Regions from separate parts of the Mus musculus genome. Here region 2 is linked to region 1. Evidence: chromatin contacts called from public Micro-C data. All regions are on one chromosome and are shown on one strand. The core of a region is the stretch at or near the end of the contact, and the rest is flanking DNA. Distances in the headings are between cores, read along the strand shown.

Region 1 (4,803 bases), core at 655-3,154:
ACACACACACACACACACACACACACACAGAGAGAGAGAGAGAGAGAGAGAGAGAGAGAGAGAGAGAGAGAGAGAGAGACTCACATACGCACATGCATTAATGCTTGAGAGATTTTTTGGAATAATGATAAGCATTTATAGACTTTTATGGGTAATAGCAAGTCTTTTAATTTCTTTGCAATATTTTTATTAAAATGTTTTATTTGCTCTTCACTATAAATATTCTCGCTCTCCACTTTTACCTATGAAACAAGTTGCAAGTTTTATATACTAAAGGCCAGATTAGAAATGTTGCAGTCATTATGTGCTTCAAATATACGTGGCATTAGTGATTCAAAAGCAGCCCTGAGCAAGCTACAAATAAATGCATGTAGTTGTATTCCAATAAAGCTTTATTTACAAAAGCAGAAAGCCTGTAGTTTTCCAGTATGTACTGGATCTACTGTAGGAGATTGGAATCAGTGATCGTTCTGGTTTTATTATGTCACTGTGGTAAAACACTCTGACTAAAAGTAACTTAGGAGAAGAAAGGATTCATTGAGTTTATATTTCTAGGTCATAGTCCATCACTGAGGGAAGTCAGGACAGGAGCTCAAACAGGAACATGAAGTAGAGACCATTGGAAAACCTGGTTGCTGGCTCGAAAGCTCATGCTTAGCTAGACTTCTTACCCAGCACAAGGCCACCAGCCCAGGTAAAAGTGCTGCCCAAAGTGAGCTTGCCCCTCCTAAATCAATTAACAATCAAGAAAACTCCCCACAGACCTCCCATAAGCTAATCCTATCTGAGGCTCCTAGGTTGTGCCAAGTCGACAATCAAAGCTAACTAGGTCAATAGTAAAAACTTTCCCAAACATGACTTCTAGCCTTCAATATGCAGTTAATATAAGCAGCAAAGTATAGGTGACTTTCCATAACTCTAAACTATTAAAACAAGGAAGACTAAGTTCATTGTATCTGGAAAATGGAGGCACAATGTATAATCAACGAAACTGTTAAAAAATTAGAATTATATGTAATTTGAAGTTCTGCCTCGATGCAACAGCCCTCCTGTCTGTGAGGGTTCTGAGCAGAAAAGCTATTATTTCCCACTTATGAACCACAAATGGGCTGAAGATATTTGCATACCTTTTTTATACATAATATATACCGGCACTCTAACCTCTGATTCTTCTTACTAAATTCCATTTAATTTGCCATTAATTAGTAAATTGTTATGTGAAATGCCTGCAAAGCATCTTGGGTGAACTGGCCCTGGCATGATGACTATTCTTCTGCGAGCTATCTGAAATTGTTATTGCTGAGCAATTTCCATGAAAATAGGAGGGCCTGCGAGCTGTTCTTTTAAAATCAGAATAAAATGAACTAAATGGAGGAGAACAAATAAAAGCAATAATAAATCAAGGACAAAAGACAGGAAACTTGTCTCCCCCAAAAAAGTATCTAAGAAGTGCATTAGCCTCTTGTGGATTCAGGTGCTTCCTTGACTCGGAGTGAGGCTGGGAACAAACACAGCAGCGGCAAAGACTGGTCCAGAGGAAACCTGAGAAATACCATTAACGTTCGCATTAAGGGTCTTCTGAAGGGTGGGGATGTGCCTCTGCGGGAGCTGGTTACCAGCAAGGCCTCTTCCTTCTCTAGGACACACTGAGCACATTAACCCATTCAAGGTCAGTTGCAGATCATGGACACCCCCCGCCCCACCCCCATTTCTTTTCTCCCCTTCTTCCACTTACAGCCAGTGCAAACTCACCTTCACTTTAGAGTGGACTTTTGCCTTCAAATTGCTTCCCTGGTAAACTCTCTTTTGGCCTCCTCCGGAACCAAGCCCAGAAGAAAGGGGAGCCTCTGTCCTTCCACCCTCCCTTCCCTGCCTGCTCCTCTGCTGGGTTTCAATGGCTGAATGAACAGTGTGTTAGGTTCACTGAACTTGGTGTTGGCTAGGGTTCTGTGCAGAGACAAAGTCAGCTTCCAGGCCAATTTCCATATGAAAGCAGCTGAGGTCTCTTTCCCATTTTGGAATTCCAGGCAGCACTAGGCTTCTCCATTCCCACCCCCACATCCCAACCCACTCCTAATCTCCACCCACTCCAACTTCTCTGGCTAGGGATAGCTCTCACCAGTTACTGGAGCCTGAGAGAGAGAGAGCAACCTTGAACAAAACAAAACAAAACAAAACAAAACAAAACACAGACTACACTTGCTTCCTATTTCCTGGGGTCAGAGGTAGAAGAGTCTGCCTATTAGGGTATAAGGTGGACGGTGGACAGAAGCCGGTATGTGAGGTCCTACTTAGGAGTAGGAGTAAGTGGAAACAGAAAGGTTTCTTCAATGCTGTTTTGAAGAAAATTGTAATTTCCACTGCCAACTATTTAAGAGCAAACACAACCCACTAAGACTTGCCCTGGCTGTCTGTAAATTGGGTGTTTGGTCTTTGGTGAATGGCTTCAAAATTCTTGTTTCCTTTCCAAGGTGTGGTTTCATCAACCTAAAAAATCCATAAGCGCAGGGCTCGTTTGGAACCACTGAAAGCCTGTTGGCAAATAATACCCTCAGACTAGAAGGCACTCACGAATGCCCAGAACTGGGCAAGGTTGATGCAACAGGGCCCTCACATCCTCCTGTCTTTCACTCTCACCTTCAGAAGTTGCCAGAGGCCTGGAGAGATGGCTCAGTTGGTAGAGTGCTTGCTGTGTAAGTGTGAGGACCCGAGTTCGGATCACTGGGACCCATATAAGTCACTGGACAGTATTTGTATAACCAGCCATGAGGCAGACAAGAGAATCCCCCAAAGCTGGTGGACTGGCTTTCCTGGCATGTTACAAGGCTAGACATCACAAAAAGATACTGGCTCAAACTAGGAGGACATAGGTTGTCTTCTGACTTACACACACACACACACACACACACACACACACACACACACACACACACAAAAGCGCACGCAAATTCATCACACACAGACATCAAGGTTAAAAAATAAAGAAGTTGCTAGTGTTCAAATCAGCTTTTATCCACTGGCTTGCATTACTTAGTATTAGTTCCTCCCATTTCCATACCTGGTCATACTGCAGTTACACTTCAAACAACACTTTGCCTCTCCCGATTGTGAAAGAGTAAAGTGCAGTGTCTAAGGGGCCGTGGTGAAACACATGCTGGTATTGCTTTCGTTATGTCTCCTAAGAACTGTCAGTTCAATAACAGTGCAACTGTCTGCAGGATGATTTATACAGCTGTAATATAATATGAATGCCACAAAATCATGATAGAATCCATGCCTTTGGTGGGAGAACTAACATGGTCATGTCAGCATATGTGTGTGTGTGTGTGTGTGTGAATATTTGGAGAGGGTTGTCTATTGTGGTTTTTAAACTTCTCCACCCCATGTAGAGGTCAGCTAACAACCTAGGTTATCATCAGTCTTCTCCTTCCATCTTGCTTAAGAGAAGGTCTCATGTTCACTGTGGAGTAGACCAGGCTAACTGTCCAGAAAGCTTTCTATTCCCTCATAAGAGTATAAGGACACACACACACACACACACACACACACACACACACACACACACACACACTGGTTCTGGGGATTTGAACTTGAGTCCTCACATTTGCACAGTGAGCAGTTTTCCCACTGAGCCATCTCTCCAGCCCCAGTATTTTCAACTATATGTGTGCAGACATACTTGAGCATGTGTGGATGTGTGTTCAGTGAGTGTGTGGGAAATGTGTGCCAACAGACTTGCACAGTGGGATCTAAATTTGAATAGGTAAGTGGGCATATGTGTCACCCAGTGAAGTGGACGAATGTGCAAATCAGGAGATGGACTGCTGCCAACAGAGGACCCAGCATCCTCTGGGCTGCCAAAGGCTTTGTTATAGTTGGTTCCCAGCAGGCTCTAAACCTCAGTCTCTGCCTGGGGATACAGGATGCTCTCCTGAAAGGAGAAATTATTGAAACACTGCTGCAAACCCAAGCTCGGCTGGGCTTTACAGGCCAGGTCCCTAAGAAACAGCCTGGACATCACTGCAGTTGCAAGTCCTAAACAAAAACACATGTGCTTGCTCAGCCTTGAAATCCAATGGCCTTTGAGCTCTGCTGAAGAATGAAGGAAGAAAATCTGAATTATGCCCCCCTGTTTGGAGCCTGGTGTCATTTATTATGCTGACCAAGAACCTTCTGTGTATATCATAATAAAATAAACCCTCTCATTCTCCCTGACACTATGGTGTGTGAGTCCATGTAGTATATGTGTGTGTTCAAATATGCCTGTGTTCTTATGAAGACCGTGTATGTGTGCGTGTATGTGTATGTGTGTGTGTGTGTGTGTGTGTGTGTGTGTGTGTGTGTGTGTGTAGAGATATACAGTGTCTTTCTTTATCCCTCTGAACCTTATTTCCTTGATACAGTCTCTCACTGAAGTCAGTCTGGCAGCTAGCAAGCCTCAAAAATCCTTGCATTTCAATACCTCACAGTCCTGGGTTTACAGACATGCATGCACCCATGGCCAGCAGTGTTGGGGATTCGAACTCAGATACTCATGCTTGCATAGCAAATGTTCTTACCCACTGAACTACCTCCTTAGCTGCAATCTTTCCTGATAATATCTGGGGATACTGCACTGTCCTGCATCTGGCCTTTGGAATGAATTCATATGTATATGGATTACAAATCAGAGGAAGAGTTTAAGTATTTCAACAGCATGAATATTGATCACAGACTAGATTAAGAGACAGCTAGGAGGATTTCTTCATAGGATAAAATTCTGCCCCCACCCTTTGGGCTGTGGCTGGCAGGCAAAGACAGACA
Region 2 (5,084 bases), core at 718-3,217, 240 kb before region 1:
AGCCCAGTGACTTCTGTGGATGTTTGCTTATATTTAGCTGCAGTGTTTATTCTTTCTAATTTGCCCAATGGTCTCTCTCATTGAAAGAACAAACAAGAAGTATTATTGGGGCAGGGCAACAGCAGAACTATCAAATCACTGATATTTCTAGTGGTTAAAAGGACTTTAAAAATTAGCAGGTTCACTATTTTACTTCATATCTATAAAAAGAAAAACCTAGAAAAAAAGGACCAATTGGACCTGACTTCACATATGGAGTCAGTGCTGAGACACAACTGAACTTTCAAAAAGTCTTCACCAGCAGTCCAATGGCACAGAACCAACTTTAAAGTAAGCCAAAATAAATATGATCTCACCGCCCTCTTAAGTCATACCCTGACATCAGTTTGTTCTGGATTTTCATGTTGCTGTGAAAAACAAATGCTTGGCAAAAGGACTTGAGGGAGGATGGGTTTATTTTGGCTCCCATTAAGGAAGGACACAGGCCATCACCATAGCTAAGGCATGGAGGCGAGAGTGAGGTCACACTGACTGAAGAGACAGGAAAGAAACAGGAAACTGAGAGGAGTGTTGATGCTCAGTGAGCTTTCTCTTTTTTATTCAGCTCTTGACCCCATTGGGGCTGCTCACATCCATGTGCTTCTTCCTTCCTTCTTTCCTGAAATGTTTCTAGAAACATCCCTCAGACATACACCCAGAGGTATTCCCATAGCGATTCTCAATCCTGCCAAGTTGACAAAAATATCATATCATGGATAATATGGGTTATCCCATGTGTATTTTTATTTTTCCTTATAAAACTCTTCATCTGTGCAGCATAATTAGCCTAGGCTTTCAATTACTATGCATAAAAACCTGCAGGAATTAAATTTAAGATTAGCTAGACAAAAACCATTAGAAATACATGAAAAGCCATATTATTACATGCTGAGTCTTTTGGTCCAAGTTTAGTTTCTCTTATTTTTAAGAAATAAATGTGTTGATAAAATGATCAGAAACTGTTAAAGATGCATCTGATTGTTAGTTCAAAGTAAATGAAAACAAAGGCATTTAACCAAATGACATTCTCTTGCTAAATTATAGCAATTACTTTAGGCCCATAGTTCCTACAAAACTCTCCTTAAGACCAATGCAATCAGACCACAAGCATAATATATTTTTGGCTAAGCTCCCCAAAAGATGATATAGTGAACAGCCCAGAGGTGGTAATCAAGCCACTTATTAGCCTTTAAAAACACTCTGTAGAGGAATGTAGTGGTGGGCAGGAAAAATGATCAAAACGTATTGTATATGTATGAAATTTTTCTTTAAAAAAAAAAAAAAAGAGTCCTTAAGGACTTCATACAATGCATTTTTATATTTACTCCCCACTTCCCTGACACATCTCCCGGATTCGCACTCCACTTCCCCACTCGAACTTCAAGTCCTTAAAATCTTCAAGGAATAAAGAAAACAAAACTTCTCTGTACCATTTTCCATCCAAAACAACAGCTCATCTGCACCATCTCCAACGTGCACACTATCCATTCTCTTAATTATGGTTTCCAGTTCTAAAAGGAAGGTCTTAGCTGGGCGTGGTGGCGCACACTTCTGATCCTAGCACTGAGGAAGCAGAGACAAGTAGCTCTCGAGGTCTGCCTGGTCTACCTGGGTAGCTTCAGACCGGCTAAGGCTACATACACTGTGTGACCCTGTCTCAAGAAGGAAGCGCTTTAAGTCAAATTTTGACAGTAACAGAGGTGATAAGGTTTTGTGTTGCTTGGTCTTTGACCCAAGTCTCTCGAGAGCTGATGCAAAGAGCTGCCTTTAATCCGTATTCAGAAAGGATACTGAGGCACACTCCAAGGCGGGAAGAAGTTGCAGGCGACAACCGTGGAGCCTGTCACCCGGCTGGCAACTGCGGCCCACGCAGAGGGTGGAGTCTCGGGCTGCGCGTGCGTGCGCGCACGAGTCCCTCACTCCGCCCACAGAGTCCAGATGCCCATCCAGAACCTCTGACTCCCGAGGGCACCAACAACAGCTGATTTCGCAGCCTCTCCTCCTCCCAGACAGGGTCCCCACCTCCTTCCAGCCCGGAGTGCCCGGCACACCGGAAGTCCTTTTGCCCCGTCTCCGCAGAGCGGAGGCAGTGCGCGCAGAGGCAACCGGAAGCTCCTCTGCCCCTACCGTCAGCGTGAAGCCGCCGGGCGGCGCAGGCGCAGTGCGGCTCAGGCGGAGCTGTGGGAGGGGAGTAGGTCGGGGGCCGGTCCCTGAAGATGGCGGAGGCGGGGGTGAACTGGGGGTCTCCGGGCAGAGCTCAGGTGAGCTTATTTGGCCGGGGACGGCTCGAGGACGGCGGTGGCTTTTGGGAAGAGGAGCTGTTTATGTTTTAACGTCGCAGGCTGGCAACACTCCTAGCTGGTGTTGGGGGATCCAGGACCCGCAGGTGGGGCCTGCTGGGGCGAGGGGTCCCCGGCTTACCTGGAGAGAGGTCAGCGAGATCTAGGGAAAAACCAGCGGGCTCATAGAGGGACAGGCTTTGGGGGATGCCGAGGTCCCTGGACAGTGGAAGACTGTCAGAGTGGAAGAAGGCTGGAGGACAGCGGAAAGGGCGACCCTGGAGGTCTGTTTGGGGACAGAGATGGGCCAGCTGTCTAGTGTACACCTGCCCGGACTCGGTGCCTTGTAGTCTGGGAGGAAGACTCAGGCTTGTATGGGAGATGGATGGAAATTAGGTACATAACCGTAGGAAGTTTAGAATCTACCGAAATAAGAGGACTCCTGAGTTGAAGAGTAGGGATTGTGAATCGGAAGTGAATACCTTTTAGGTATGTATCAGTGGGTGCTGCCAAGCAGTTGTTGCCAGGGCCTAGAAGTCGGTTGGTGATAGTAAGTGGGGCTTTAGCGTCGTTCTTTGGGGATGAGCCGGCTGGTAAAGGAAAACAGTGCTTTGCTGAGGATGGCGTTTAGGGACACGAAAGGAGTTAAAACTTAAGTGAAAAGTTGTTCACGGGTAGTGTGAACTATGTCGTTGGGTGAAATAGATACCCCGAAGTGTTTACTGTTTTGTAGGATTGATGAGGAAATTCTTGGAGAAAGAGCAAATTGAGTTGACTGTTGGGACACTTATGTTGGCTGGTTTCAGTGACCACAGCAATGAAAGACAGTCTCCAGTTCTGGATTAAAACAAAACAAAACAAAACAAAACAAAAAAAAAAAACCAAGGCTTCCATGCGGGGCTTCCTCTCTGCCCCCCCTTCCCCCCTAGCTTTGGGGTTTGGCCCAGACAGTGAACTACTGAATGAAAATGAATAAAGGGGTGTCCCCTGTTAATTAATGACCTGCGGGGGAAAAACAATGACTGATGTTTTCTTCCTCCATCGTTTTTTCTGGATTTGTAACCGCTGATATTACTTGTTTTCATAGTATTCAGCTCGCATCTATTATGAAATGACCAATCTATGAGTCGTTTTGTATTCGGGGAAATTTGATGCTTTAAAAACGGATAATTGTGTTTTAGATAGAGATACTGAAAAGGAAAAGATAAAGGACAGTTCAGTAAAAACACTGTTTTTATTGTGTGTAGAAAATTATCACCAAGCAGTAGATAACATTTTTTAAGGACTAAGCTTTCTGTGCTTTCTGTTTAAAGCAGTGCGCTGTGTGACTGCTGCTTGCTTAATGGTTTCTGTGTTTGGGTTTTAATGTGGGGAGAGAAGAGCAACGGCACTTTTTCTTCCTAGAGCTTCTAACGCACCTTTTGAGAGTCATATCTGTATGCTTTTATTTAAGGAGGGTTAAAGCATGTCATGGAATTGCGGTTTTGTCCTGCTGATGCGTATTCTGTTTTGTGAACGCCGTTCTAATGAGCACAGCATGTGTTAAAAAAAGGGTGGTGGTGGTAGTAATTTAACATTTTTATTTGTTAATGTATCTAACCCAGTCTCAGAAGAGAGATTCATCTGAGAATGCAAACTTACCAATGTGACACTAGTTATTGAAAAATGAATAATCCTGTTTGCTTGCAACTAAATGGTTAAGTTACTTGATTTACCAGGTGTGGTGGTGCGTGATGGATATACTAGTGCTTGGGAAGTAGAGGCAGGAGAATCATATCATAAGTTCACCGTCATTCTTGATTATATATTGAGTTTGAGGTCAACGACCTAGACAAAAAACAAACAAACAAAAAACCCAAAAAACAGAAGAAGCCTAAATTCCAGCTAGGTCTTAAGTTCCTATATTTCACTTCTATACTTTCTCAAATGCTTCTTACCTGAGAGCATGATCTTGATGGTGAACATAAACTTTGATTTGCTTGTGCTCTAGAATTACTTAGGCCTCTCGTCTATCTAAAAGCAATGCTATGAATCCATTATCACTATTAAGTCACATGGGTAGTATTTTTTCAGCTTTGATAATTTGTCACTGATCTAGTAGCTAAACTATGCAAACTGTTTTTCTGTGTTCATTCATGCACTTTATGGAAACTGTAGATCAGGGCTCAAGGTAGAATACTTACTGCATGTCCTCTTGTCAAGTGTTCTCTTAAATTGTAGAAAGCATTGTTTTGGAGTTAGTAGTTCATGAGGACATTAAAAATAGTTTCCTGCAGGGCGGTGATGGTGCACGCCTTTAATCCCAGCACTTGGGAGGCAGAGACAGGCAGATTTCTGACTTCGAGGCCAGCCTGGTCTACAAAGTGAGTTCCAGGACAGTCAGGGATATACAGAGAAACCCTGACTCGAAAAAACCAAAAAAAAAAAAAAAAAAAAAAAAAAAAGTTTCCTATGTGTTACCTAAGATGCTTGTGTGGTGTTTGTGCAGAGAGGTGGAAGGAACTCTGTTTATGGAGACAAAGTGGTTAGCCCAGACATGGCTGCCTGTTAGGTTGACTGGCCATCTTGGAAAGTTAAGCCAGGTTTGGAGGCTCAAGTCTAATCCCCACACTCTGGAGAACAAGGAAGGAGAATCAAGAGATTTGAGGCCAGCCTTGACTACATAAGTGAAATCCTGTTTCAAACAGGAAAAGAAAAGGACATATTAGCCTATCTGATTTCGTACAATGGGAATTAAAAACACTGGCCTATTTATTACCATTGACT

The links. Hi-C and Micro-C count contacts between places; a contact is called where the count stands out from the background.
Region 2: a Micro-C map of embryonic stem cells shows a contact between it and region 1, with 2.5 times the contacts expected there. The contact joins the promoter of Insig2 here to the promoter of Celrr in region 1. A contact is called at or near these places in 2 of 484 Hi-C or Micro-C datasets (embryonic stem cells and muscle stem cells).

Annotation. Positions count from the first base shown.
Region 1 is chr1:121,084,506-121,089,308 of GRCm38.p6, reverse strand. It overlaps Celrr (cerebellum expressed regulatory RNA), which reads right to left and starts at 1,904. Exons shown (of 3, transcript NR_110450.1): 1 at 1,753-1,904.
Region 2 is chr1:121,324,907-121,329,990 of GRCm38.p6, reverse strand. It overlaps Insig2 (insulin induced gene 2), which reads left to right and starts at 1,967. Exons shown (of 6, transcript NM_133748.2): 1 at 1,967-2,300.